Regions from separate parts of the Mus musculus genome. Here regions 2 and 3 are each linked to region 1. The links are chromatin contacts, called in public Hi-C and promoter capture Hi-C maps. All regions are on one chromosome and are shown on one strand. Each heading gives the region's core, a stretch centred on a gene start, on an enhancer-like site or on the middle of the called end of the contact. The rest is flanking DNA. Distances are from core to core; before and after follow the strand shown. Region 1 has its middle 110 kb from the start of Slc4a3. Region 2 has its middle 4.2 kb from the start of Mir6343. Region 3 has its middle 150 kb from the start of Gm32737.

Region 1 (3,911 bases), core at 569-3,068:
AGTCCTGGAAGTTGTGCTCCACAAGCACACCATAGCAATGTGAACACACACACACACACACACACACACACACACACACACTAAATAAATGCAAAAAATAACAATTCAGTTCCTAAATTGAGGGCTTAGCAATCAAATGACTACAGATATTAATGAGATACTTAGGGGCAACAGTTTTATCATTACCCTAGTTAGTTTCTATATTTCAAAATAAATTGCAAATTATTCATTTCATCAATGACATATAAACAAGAAGCAAAGAAAATAAATGATTGTTTGCCACATGAAAACATTTCTTATTTTTTCTACTGAATAATTATTAAGCATAAAAAAACCTAATTGAATCTCATTTCTACAAATCATTAAGGAGTTTTTGAGCCAAACAAGCCATGGCCTTTTTGCTGATGGGATTGTAAATATCACCAGTCTAGAAAAAAATTAGCCGATCATTTATTCTGCAGAGGGCATTACTGCATTTCTGTAAACACATCATGTCATTGTAGAGTTGGGAAATTGACCAGAGGCTGGGGAAAAAAAAATCTCACTTGGCCAGCAGAGGTCACTCTTTCTCCTTTATCGATCCCAGTAACCGGCTTCTGAGTGTTTAGTCAAAGGTGTTTTGAGCTTGAAGCTCAGCCAGAGGCTGTGGAAATAATACACATCATCAAGGCGAGCTCTGCTTTCTTACACACATGCACGCACACATGCACGCGCGCGCGCACACACACACACAGACAGACACAGAGTTTAAATGTTTTACTCTAGCTGGACAACTCACATACATATAATAAGAGCCACTCGGTTATGCATGTTAATGCATTTCTTTAATTAATCTGTTTCATCAACTATTACTCTAATGCTTACTGGTGCCAGCTCCAATTCTGCCCAGTTCTCTGACTTATGAACCAAAGCTTAGATTTCTATAAATACCTGCAGGTGACTGGCATGAACCTTTAGAGAGAGTTTCTGCAGAGGAACCAGGAACTAACTAGGACCAGGCTGTATTGAACCCTGGCCAAGCAGAGAGGCCAGTGCCAGGCACTGAGGGTTAAGCTGGAGAGGTACATACCCTACCCTGGCTTCTGTGTTTGGCTTTGTTATGGAAACAAAAGCATATGCTAGCAGTTCTTTCGAAGGTTGGGCCATAGAATGAATTTAGATGAATTATACATGAATATCCAAAGTATAGGCCAGTCATAAGTATCTATAGATGGTCACGACAGCTGAGTGATGGAACTGTCTAGTAGTGAGGTAAACCACTCAGCGTTTGTCTGGCCAAATCATTAAAAGTATTTCAGTAATTCATTTTTAATATCTTTCTTTATGGGGGACATAGTGGGCATTTTTAGGAAGTGCCTGGGAAAGTTGAGCTTTTGGTTTGCCAATGATTAGCTAAGATCTTTTCTAACTCTTCCATCCCATCTCCTCCTTCCCCCTTCCCTCCCTTCCTGTAGCACCCCCTTCCAGTCCTTTTCTGTCCCTCCCTTCGATTCCCCTCCCCCACTCTTTTTCTTTCCTGAAATACCAATTTCATACAGAATTTTAAAAACGTGGTGGAAATCTGAGATTCTCCGTGGCTGTTTTTCCTTTGGCCACCAGGTGGCGCCATCACAGTGCGCCGGGGTCTAGGCAACCCTTCCTAAAGAACGGAATGTGTCTCTTCCTTAGGTGGTGGGTAGCTTAATGACTAGGTCCGTAGCTCCCTGTAGTGCCTGCGAGGAGCTGCATCCAGGGGAGGAAGATCTATTGGGCTTCCTCACATCGCCCTCTGAAACCTTGGTTTCTCTGGTCTGTGGTTTTGTGCTGGGCCAGCTGCCATCTGCTTACCCAGAATGCCTTGCAAAAGTGTGCTGGAGCCAGCTGGTGTACTTGCTAGAGACTGGTTAAGTAGCCAGGAATTTTGTGAACTGATTGTTGGACCATTGGCAATTAGACATCAGCCTTGGTGGGCGTATTTGAGGCACTAAAAAATCACACGACTTCGTCCTGTTTGCTGATGTATGAGTACTCTTGCCTTTGTGACCCTCGGTTGTATCCAAAACCAACCAACCAATCAAACCATAGTCCCCTGTTGCCTGACGTTAAAAGTGTCAAATTAAAAAAAAAATGCAAATATTTGTAGGGAAGGAAAAAAATTCCTCCTTTTTCTTATCTTTCTTTAAAAGCTTTGAAGCAAAAGTTGTTTCTTTTTAAATGATCAAGTATAGATTTCTGCTCTTCTAGCTAGAGTTTAGTCAAAAGCTGAGGGGATTATTCCAGCTTTCAGCCTCAATCCGATTCCTCTCCTGAAATTAACGTTTGGCCTAGCTATTTTTCCTTCCTGTCTCCCCAGTTTTATTTAACATCCCTTTATCGCCCTCACACTGTGAAACTCTGGCCTCCTGAAGGTGTGTGTCCCCTGACATTGTCCCTGGCCTAGACACCAGTCTTTACCAGTCCTTTAGGACTCAGAAAGCCGTCCAGGTGTAGGTGCACCTAGGCCGCATGCGCTCATGGAGTGCTTGTCAGGAACGATTGTCGTTTTCCGGTTCTCCACGGCGACATTGTTTTACTCCCTGATAGGCCGAGCCTGGACTCCACGGCACGGCTCCGACTGCTTCGGAGGCAAACTCAAGGGAGAAGACAGTCAGTACCCATTGCCTGGGTACTGAGCACTGTTCCTCCTCAGGCTGAGGAGGGCGCACCTAAGTTGGTGCCAGCATTGGAGGGAGGTTGTGGAAGCAGAGGCTTAGAGCTGCTGTGGGGAGAATCCTGTTGAGGACGCTATCACAGCTTCTGCTATAAAACCATTGTCTAGACGATGGTTCACTCCTGTTTGTTGACTGCCTCAGCGAGCCTCATCCCTTGGGCAGAACATTTCTTTTGCACAGATGTTGCATTAGCTGCTCAGGGTGCCATAAAGAGACTTTGCACACTGGGAGGCTTAAGTGACTGGCATTTATATTCTCTCTGTGGAGGCGAGAAGCCCCACAAACTTAATTTATGGTGAGGGCTCTCTTCCCAGCTTCTAGATAGCCTTTTTTCCCCCCTGTATGGCCATGGAAGGGTCTTTCTCCATGGAGTGTCTATTAACTCTTCCTACAAGGACACACTACTAACGGGTTAGGGCCCTAGGACTCCATGAACCTTTAATACCTCCCTAAAGCCCGACATCCAAATAAGTCTAACTGGGGACTAGGGATGCAGTATACAAACTACTGTGGGCCCACAATTAAGTCCATAGCAAATGGCAACTGATGGTTTTAAAAACATTTGGAGCAAGAAGAAATGCGAGGACATAGTCTCCTTTAATCACCGTCTCAGGTTTACCAGATGTATTTAGGAAACTCTTCTACCTGGTCCAATTGCTGCTAGTGTGGGGTAAAGTCATGATTTTTTTTTTCCTGCTTCCCCATGTCCCCATAAGGAGGACCGAGACCTCGTCCTCATTCTGATCCAAGCTTCAATTACCCTTCAGAATTTCCCCACTCACAATTAATGCTTACCCATTTGTAATTAAATAATAAATCTGTGTCATAATTTGAGGAGATTTCCGGTGGCCAACTGAAACAGCGATGGGATTCATAATTCCTTAAAGGCAGAGGCATGCTCTTTCTAAAAACTCTCATAAAATAGTGGATTTAAAAAGTTCTCTGTATTACCTCCTATTTTCTTCTTGCCAACTGATTTTTTTTTTCCTCTGATTCCCTTGTCTTCGTCTGGTTGAAGACACAAAATAGAGTGTAAGTCGAAGAGCATGCGTGTTTGTGAACTTTTTATTCCTCTCTAAGTGTTTTTCTTAAAAAAAAATGATTCCTATCTCTCTCTTGATGGGGAAGTTCTTGTGTTTCTTAGAAGCCTTTGTTCTGTACTTAGAGACCTGGGGAGGAGCAATGGGGGGGGGGGGTTCCGGGTAGGGGGTGGAAAATGTT
Region 2 (3,911 bases), core at 626-3,125, 850 kb after region 1:
AGATTCAACTGGACTAGTTTATCTCTGGAGCTTGCTGTTCAGAGCTGGGGTTTTGGCCTACAATCAACTTTTATGTAGGTACTACAGATTAAACTCAGGTCCTCGTGCTTGTGCAAATAGTCCTTTAATGATTTAGTCATCTTCTCAGCCCCTTGTTGATCAGATTTTGCATTATAGCACTCAACTTTCCCAAGGAATATGTAGTACATGACATTCTATAATGATAACTTAGATTTGTACTTCTTTAATGGGGACCAAGAGGAATGGAGAATATATAGGTTACTGGGAAACCAACATGATGGTCTTAAGAGGGTCAGTGATAGAGAAACTAAGAAATTCAGCACTCCAAATACAACCTTGTAACAAAGATCTCCCTATGCTGGAAGTAAGGTGGACTAGATATTGAGGGAAAGTTTTACAGTCTAGAGACTATGGCTACTTTCCTAGAGACTGCGCAAGTGAATTCCTTTGTTCTAATTTCTGATTTCCAATAGGGAACCACATGTCAACATAAAAACCTCTTGGACACTAGAAGGGATCTTAGTGTTCATCAGTTCGTGGATATTTTCCTCAACATCGGGGATCCCTTTGAAAATCAGAGCAAATTATTGTTTTCAAAGACAATAGTACATTACTACTACTATACGCATGCCATTTTTAAAGAATAAGAGAGCTGAAAAATAAAAAAATGGAGTCCTTAGACACAAGAAAGGGCCTGGCTATAGCCCACTCTATGTGCCCAATTTTACAATAGGGAAAATCAGGACTTCTTATATAACAATATATCTTCAAGACTAGTTTGTTGGTTAGTATATGCCAACGTAAGGTAGAGTTATCTAAAAGGAGGGAACGTCACCTGAGAAAATGGCTTCAATAAGATCCAGCTGAAGGGTATTTTCAAAATTAGGATCAATGAGAGAGGGCCCAGCCCACTGTAGGTAGTGCTATTCCTAGGATGGTGGTTCTGGGTTCTATATAAAAGCAGGCTGAGAAAGATCTGAGAAGCCACTAAGCAGCACCCCCTCCACGGGCTCTGCATCAGCTCTTGCTTTCAGGTTCCGTCTCTGTTTGAGTTCCTGTCCTGATTTTCATTAATGATGAATACCAATATGGAAGTATAAGCCAAATAAACTCTTTCATTCCCAGTATGCTTTTGTTTTGTTCATTTGTTTGTTTGTTTGTTTGTTTGTTTTTGAGATAGGGTTTCTTTGTGCAGCCTTAGCTGTCCTGAAACTCGCTCTGTAGACCAGGGTAGCCTCAAACTAACAGATTTCTGCCTGCTTCTGTTTCCTTAGTGCTGGGATTAAAGGCATGTGTCACTGCCGCCTGGCCCCAATGTGCTTTTTGGTTGTGGTGTTTTGTCACAGCAATAGAAATCCTGACTAAGGCAAGTAACTAACAAATTTACATTAGACCTTGGCTTGCAAGATCCAGACTTATGCCTCAGTGCTCTTAGGATAATAGGTACACATGGCCTTCATATATTTATGGGGTAATGGTAGGGAAATAAAAGCCTTAGTATCCTTCAGCATTTTTAAATCTTAGGGAGGCATTGGGTAGGAAGGCCCAGAGGTATGGCTTTCTCACCCCCTAATTTTCATTGATCCATTTTATCTTTATCTCTTAGCTTCTATTTTAGTTTCCTCTAAAATTGCTGCAGGCAACCTTTCTTTTCTCATGCCCAGGGCTTGCCTAAGACATGACATTCACTGCATGCTGTCCATTCTCCAATCAGCACTTTACACTGTTGAATCTCTCAATTGAACCCAAGATCCTTGATAAGCTTGGGAAGGAACACTTGGAGCAAGTGTCCTTTGTTCTTCTCTTGGCTCCTGCTCTGCCCATGTGTTCTAGGCAGGACTTCCAATTAGGATGCCTGAAAGGAAAGAGCAGATTGGAGCTGCTATGTCTTCCTCTGGTGCCAGCAGGTCTGGGGGTGGCATTATGAGCTTCCCAAAAACTCATTGGGAAAGACTTGCTTCCAAAGCAAGAAAATATGGCTTATTAGCCTAGAGGTACAGAATAGGAAAGACAATGTGGCCAGTTGGTAGATCTGGGATGGGTTTCCAACTGGATTGATTCATGCCTATTCTGATAGAGATTAGCTGGCCTTAAAGCTAAACAAGATCCTCTTTTCTCCTTACTGCATGCATTCATGTTCTGTCTCTGTAACTGAGCTGTCAGGAGCTAAAGCCTGATTTTGTTGTTGGTATACTCAGCATCCATGTTACAGCTTTCATATGTGTGTCTATTGGCCAGAGGAGAAATGCCATGAATGTGAGATCTGAGGTTTGATGTGTTGCTATAGTCTCAGTCTCAGAGAGGAACTCAGTACATATCACAATGGCTTTACAAGTACTTAACTAGCTGTGCCATTTATTTTTTCTACAACTGAAGACTTTCCTTGTAATGCTGGGAGAAAATAACAAATATGAAATATATGATAATATTATTTGAGAAGTCCTCACCCTATCCAAGGGAAAGAGCATGGGCATTGGACCTGGAGAGATCCCAGCTCATGCTCTGTGTCCTTTCTGTGCGATCCAGGACAGAACAGCCAACTGTCTGAATTGCTGTTTTTACCCACGGCATTTTACCTGTATAAAGGGCTTTGCCTATGTCTCAGCACATGATAGACCTAGAGTTGCTGGTAATTTATTGTTGCTTTTTGGGGACTTTCCCATTTTAATTTGAAATCTGTGAAGTTTCTGCTTTTCTTTTTAAGTTCTCTCTGTGTGGATTAGAACATATCAATTTGTAGAGGCACTATTTTGATGGGCAGTAGCCGTGAAACAACACAGCAAGAAAGGACTTCAGTGTTAGGAAAAAGAATCAATTCTTAGAACAAGTGAGGAGCTAGTTTGACGATTGGAATTTCTGTCCTGAGTTCCGGGGGTGTGGACTATATATCTTCTAAATGGAGTAAGTTGAAGCTTAAGGGACATACCCACTTCTTAATGCACATTTACATAGACACATATTACACAGCATAGACCAGTAGTCAGTAAAACAAGGGTGGATTTGTGTGTTGGATCACTCTTTTAAAACTGAAATAACTGACAAATGCATGGATAAATACTTAGACTTCTACTCTGAATGTATACATGGGGAGAGGGGTAGGAATTGGAGGAGGGAGGGTGGGAAGGGGAGTGAGAGAGTGAGAGAACTCAAGAGAGAGCTAGGAAAAGTGAATGACAACGGAGGCTTTACACTCATGTCCTTCTGTCTGCCCTTTGTCACATCACGTAGCATCCTGGGAAATCAAGGTGATATTCCAAGAGCAATTTCTGGGGACTAAAAGTAGAACCCATGAGAAGAGTAGACCTTTAGGAGTTGCCATGTTGGCGTGAACTTGAAGTTGTAATTTTAAAGGTGTTTGGTATGCGAGAAGAGAAAGAAAGGACCTTGGCTACCCTGTTTCCGGCCTATTCCCATGTGACTACTCATACCTCAGATCCAACTGTAAACAAGCTGCAGCAGGAGGAAAAAGAGAAGTATGGTGTCTGTAATTCCCCCAGATTTTACTGTTTTTCACTTACATACAATTGAGCTAATAAACAAAATTAAAATATAAAATCGTGAACACCTCTTAGCAAAGATGAATGCCAAGATATAGGCAATAACGTTGTGCTGATTAGAGCAACATGTCATAGTTAATGTAACTTTTTAAAGTTGTGTCTGTAAGAGTAAATTAATATCACTGGCTGACAATGTTCAGGCATAGTAAATTTAGTTTTGTATTTAACCTTTCTCCCGCAAGCACCTGCTTTTAATCTATTTCTAAGGCATTATTATTAAAACATAAGAAGTGTTTGCAGAAATAGATATTGGTCTCAGGTATTCTCATAGGCTTCCTTTTTACATTTTTGTCTTCTGAAAAAAAAATTGGATAATAGTTAATCTTTAGTACC
Region 3 (3,911 bases), core at 823-3,322, 590 kb after region 1:
TTGCTTTGCTCTAACCTAAGAGGCTAGAACCAGAGAAGAGTGAATGGGTGTGACACCAGTGCTTACTAAGCTAGTCCGGAACCAACTCCTTATTTACACGTGGAGTGCACACAGTCATGTGCGTGGCTCAGATCTATCAGTGCAATCCATGCTCTCCAGACAGGCAGTTTCACATAAACACTGCCAATTCATTTGCAGGTATTTGAAACCTCCATCTTTAGCTTCTCAGCTAATTTGGTACATTTGTTCATTAGTGTGTGTTCTCTTACCTAGCAATCAAATAAACAGATTTTAAAGTGGACTTATCTTATGACGTAAGCCCCATAGACTTCATTTCCTGCTGCCCAACCTTACCTCCTGGTTCTGGATCTTGCGTGCTGCTTCTGATTTTTTGGGGGGGTTCATGGCTGGGACATTTTTACACTGATCTCCAGTCCAGCTTCTTCTCTGAGTCCATTCCAGGGAATCCCCACACTGTGGAACTCCTTTCTCAGGAACTGTTGTGAAAGGAACATTTGTTATCTGCTGAAGCCTCCTGACCTCTTTCTGCCAGACAACTCTCCTCTGCCTTTCTGAGAATTACTCATCAGCAGCTGTGGCGAAACAGGAATCTCTTCTTGGGTGTAAGGCCCTGGAGTTCTTAATGTTCTCCCTACTAAGATCTTCCTCGTTTTACTCTAAGCCACAAGATCAGATTGTTTCTCCTGAGACTTTGACTTTTGAAAGGGCAAGATTTCTGGACTACGGGGGAAACCCTTTTTTTTTTTTTTGGGCCATGGTCTGTCTCCTCAAGAGGCTTGTTAGGCTGAGGCACTGAGGAGCACCCATCCATCATATTTAGCTTTTGTTCTCATCCTTTGGGTCTTATCCCTTTCTTACACTTGGGTCCCCATATACTTACATCAAGCTTCTTTTCTGCTTCAATCACACACAGTGGAGGAAATCTGAATGAGACACCCTTCTTCCATGTAGTGATGGATGTCTAAAGCTGTTCATTGAGATGTAAGTGCTTCCAGAGTGCCTATCCTTCGCAACTACACTATTCTGGCAGTCAACAGTCAATTAGGTCATCACCTTTCCAAAGTCAGGAATCATGTCTTATTTTTCTTGGAGTATCCATCACTGCCAGAGTCCTCAGTGGAACTCACCTGCCACGTATATTTGCGGCCTGGTAGGTTTCAGATGGCTTCCGAGGCATTGTACCAGTCTTAGCCCTGGAAGCTTCCAGAGCCCTGTGTTCCACAGTGCCGCAGCAAAGACGTTGGATCGGCTGTTGCTTCGAGTGCCTCTGGGCAAGTCATTAGATCTTTTTCTTTAATTTGCCTTTGCTTCCTGCAAAGGGAAAATGAGGTGAATAAATTGCCTCCATCAAGTGCAAAATTTAATGTGCTAAGTGTGCTTGTGTCTCCAGCTTCATAAAGGTATGTACTATATAAACACTACATGGGTGTAACCAGGAGCCTTTGAAAAAATCTTAATGTGAATTTATTTTGAAGAAAAAAAAAACCTATACCTATTCTTTTTATAAACATTTGTTAAGGCACGCACATTTTAATCTCCCCCAGGGATATGTTTCAGTGGGGGAAGCTTTATCTTGGCACAAGTTTAAGATCTCTGTGTCTTTCCTTTTTTCTCCACTCTCATTCACACAACACAAAATTCTCCACTACAAAGACACATGGACACATTATCTGATTAGGTCTATTTACCTTCTCTGTATATCTTTATTGGGCATCTATTGTACATGAGGTCCGTGTCAGGCTCTAAGGACATGATGTATAAAAATAGTCTCCTTGGTCACTAGGTGAGACAGATATTCGTGCATTCATGCGTGCATTCACCTATCCAACAAAGGAGCTGACTGTATCAGGCACCCTTTTAGGTTCTGGGGAACAAGAATGAATAAATAATACAAACAACTATTTGGTTCTCTAGGACACTTGCTACAGGGAAGCCATATGCTAGGTTCATTGAGAATGATGTCCCAGGGGAACTGTGCTGGGATTCAGTCTTGAAGGGCACACATGACGGAAAGTAATCGAAGTGGATGAGGACACAGGCAGGCTTATGTGCTCTGTAGAGCCGGGAGCTCTGTATAATTATAGAAGTGCTGAGGCCTGTGAAAATGGGACAGATCCAGGAACAGAAGTTCGCAGTGGCCTGACTGATCACTTTATGAATAGAAAAGAATTCCCTGGTATCCTGGGGGTGGGGGTGGGGGATGTATCTCGCTGAAGCTTTCTATTCAGAGACTTGACCTGCAGATGAGTGTGAGACAGTCGTGGCTGCCCTGTTTGTAAGAGGCATTTGACGCTGATTATCCTGCCTCTCCTTGAGAGTGGCTGTTGCAGGATTGGAAAGTCTTTGCATCAAAAGTAGCAGCTGTGTGGTGTGGTATCCCTGTGCTTCTCTTGTAGGCAGAGGGCGTTTTTATTATTTCAAGATGCAAGCCAAGTATTATCAGAAGGTGCTGGAGCTTGGGAGTTACCAAAATTTTGGATGATTCACAATGCAGGCTGTTAAACAGCATGACATCTTGATTTAACACTCCCCTGGCTAAGAAGCCAACACAGCAGTTTTAAAAACTGTACCCATGACTATGTGTGGGTCACTTCTGAGCCATTTGTATGTAATTTAGGATTTATTGAATTTTTTGGAGCATTCATATGTAATTCCAGACTTAACAGTTGCTCTGCAAACTATCAAATATTTATATTGTTTTCTTCAGATGTATTTATTATTTACTGTACATTCTATGAAATATTTACACCGATTTTTTAAAAAGAAGAGATATATATTATTTACACCGCCTTGAAGTTCCTCTCAACATAAGTAAAATGATAAGTTGAGGCTTAAAGACTCCCAAGGATGCTGCTCAGGGTTTGTCGGCAACCACACGGAGGCTCTGTCCCAGAAGAAAACACCTGGCAATAGCATTACGCAATTAAAGCTGATGTTTGGGACCACCCAGCTCTCTGTGGAGCTCCGACTTCCTCTAGCTCGCCAGTCTCAATTGGCAGAAGGGAAATTTAAAACAGCTCCTCCCAATGTCTCTCCTTGCCCTCCCAGGGTTCCAGGTGTCTTTACCACGCAGGCAGCACCTCCCGCCCATGTCTCTCTGGGACCTGGAACATCCCCCAAAGTGCAGAAGGAAATGCAATATAGAGCTTCCTAGATTACACCAGACTCCACTGGCTGTGTCACCAATCCCAGGCATTCCACTCTCTTCCTTATCCTAGGGAATTTCTGAAGGAGTCAGAGGCATAGCCTGGTCATCTATGCTCTTAAATACGTGCCTGTTGGTTCCGATTATCAGTTAAATGTGGGGACTTTTGGAAGAGAACCTTATGTATGTCATTTTCAGTATCATCCACACTTGAAACATCCTTGGATGATCCTGGATTCCCTCCTATCTGGCTGTCAGCCCTCTCTTACCTGGTCTGCAGATGTCTGAGCAAGTCTTCCCCTTGCCAAGGAGCCCTAGGTCCTGCGGTCTGACTTAGATCTGCGATTCACGTTTGATAAGTGTGGGTACTCTGGATCTATTATTAGACATAATTTAACAAGACAAATTCTATGGTTACGTAAGTATCTGAGTTGTACTAGTGTTTCCATTACTGTCAGATGGCATCCATTCTCCAGGAAACCCATGCTCTGTTTAGGTAAAACGAAAATGATTTCCTCAGAATATAGAGGGCATCAGAAATATCAGTGGAGGAACATGACAATTGTCATTTCTTTGGCAGATGTCCTCATGACTCAGATTTCATAAAATGATGTGTTTCTATGTTTTCTTTTGCAACCATTTCTGTATATATTTGACTAATAAATAAGCTTAGTGCTGTGTGAGATTGATGCAGTAGGAGCAGTGACAGGAAAAACAGTCTGGGAAGGTGCAGGGTGACCAGGAT

Evidence for each region. Promoter capture Hi-C pulls out the DNA fragments that hold promoters and counts their contacts. Hi-C and Micro-C count contacts between places; a contact is called where the count stands out from the background.
Region 2: a contact with region 1 is called in a promoter capture Hi-C map of hippocampal neurons, with 8 times the contacts expected there. The contact joins two enhancer-like sites. A contact is called at or near these places in 1 of 39 promoter capture datasets (hippocampal neurons), 3 of 484 Hi-C or Micro-C datasets (cerebral cortex, cortical neurons and forebrain) and 3 of 115 datasets of contacts at active chromatin or transcription factors (embryonic basal ganglia, embryonic hindbrain and neural tube).
Region 3: a Hi-C map of cranial neural crest shows a contact between it and region 1, with 2.1 times the contacts expected there. The contact joins two enhancer-like sites. A contact is called at or near these places in 2 of 484 Hi-C or Micro-C datasets (cerebral cortex and cranial neural crest) and 1 of 115 datasets of contacts at active chromatin or transcription factors (neural tube).

Annotation. Positions count from the first base shown.
Region 1 is chr1:75,652,148-75,656,058 of GRCm38.p6, forward strand. No RefSeq gene overlaps it. Among named protein-coding and RNA genes, the nearest start is that of Slc4a3, 110 kb to the left of the region's middle. Within about 2 kb of position 1,819, at least 60 of the 459 cell types and tissues checked have an H3K27ac peak or open chromatin away from gene starts, as enhancers often do. A contact at or near this core is called in hippocampal neurons, where this site is marked.
Region 2 is chr1:76,503,421-76,507,331 of GRCm38.p6, forward strand. No RefSeq gene overlaps it. Among named protein-coding and RNA genes, the nearest start is that of Mir6343, 4.2 kb to the right of the region's middle. Within about 2 kb of position 1,876, at least 4 of the 459 cell types and tissues checked have an H3K27ac peak or open chromatin away from gene starts, as enhancers often do. A contact at or near this core is called in hippocampal neurons, where this site is marked.
Region 3 is chr1:76,244,334-76,248,244 of GRCm38.p6, forward strand. No RefSeq gene overlaps it. Among named protein-coding and RNA genes, the nearest start is that of Gm32737, 150 kb to the left of the region's middle. Within about 2 kb of position 2,073, at least 16 of the 459 cell types and tissues checked have an H3K27ac peak or open chromatin away from gene starts, as enhancers often do.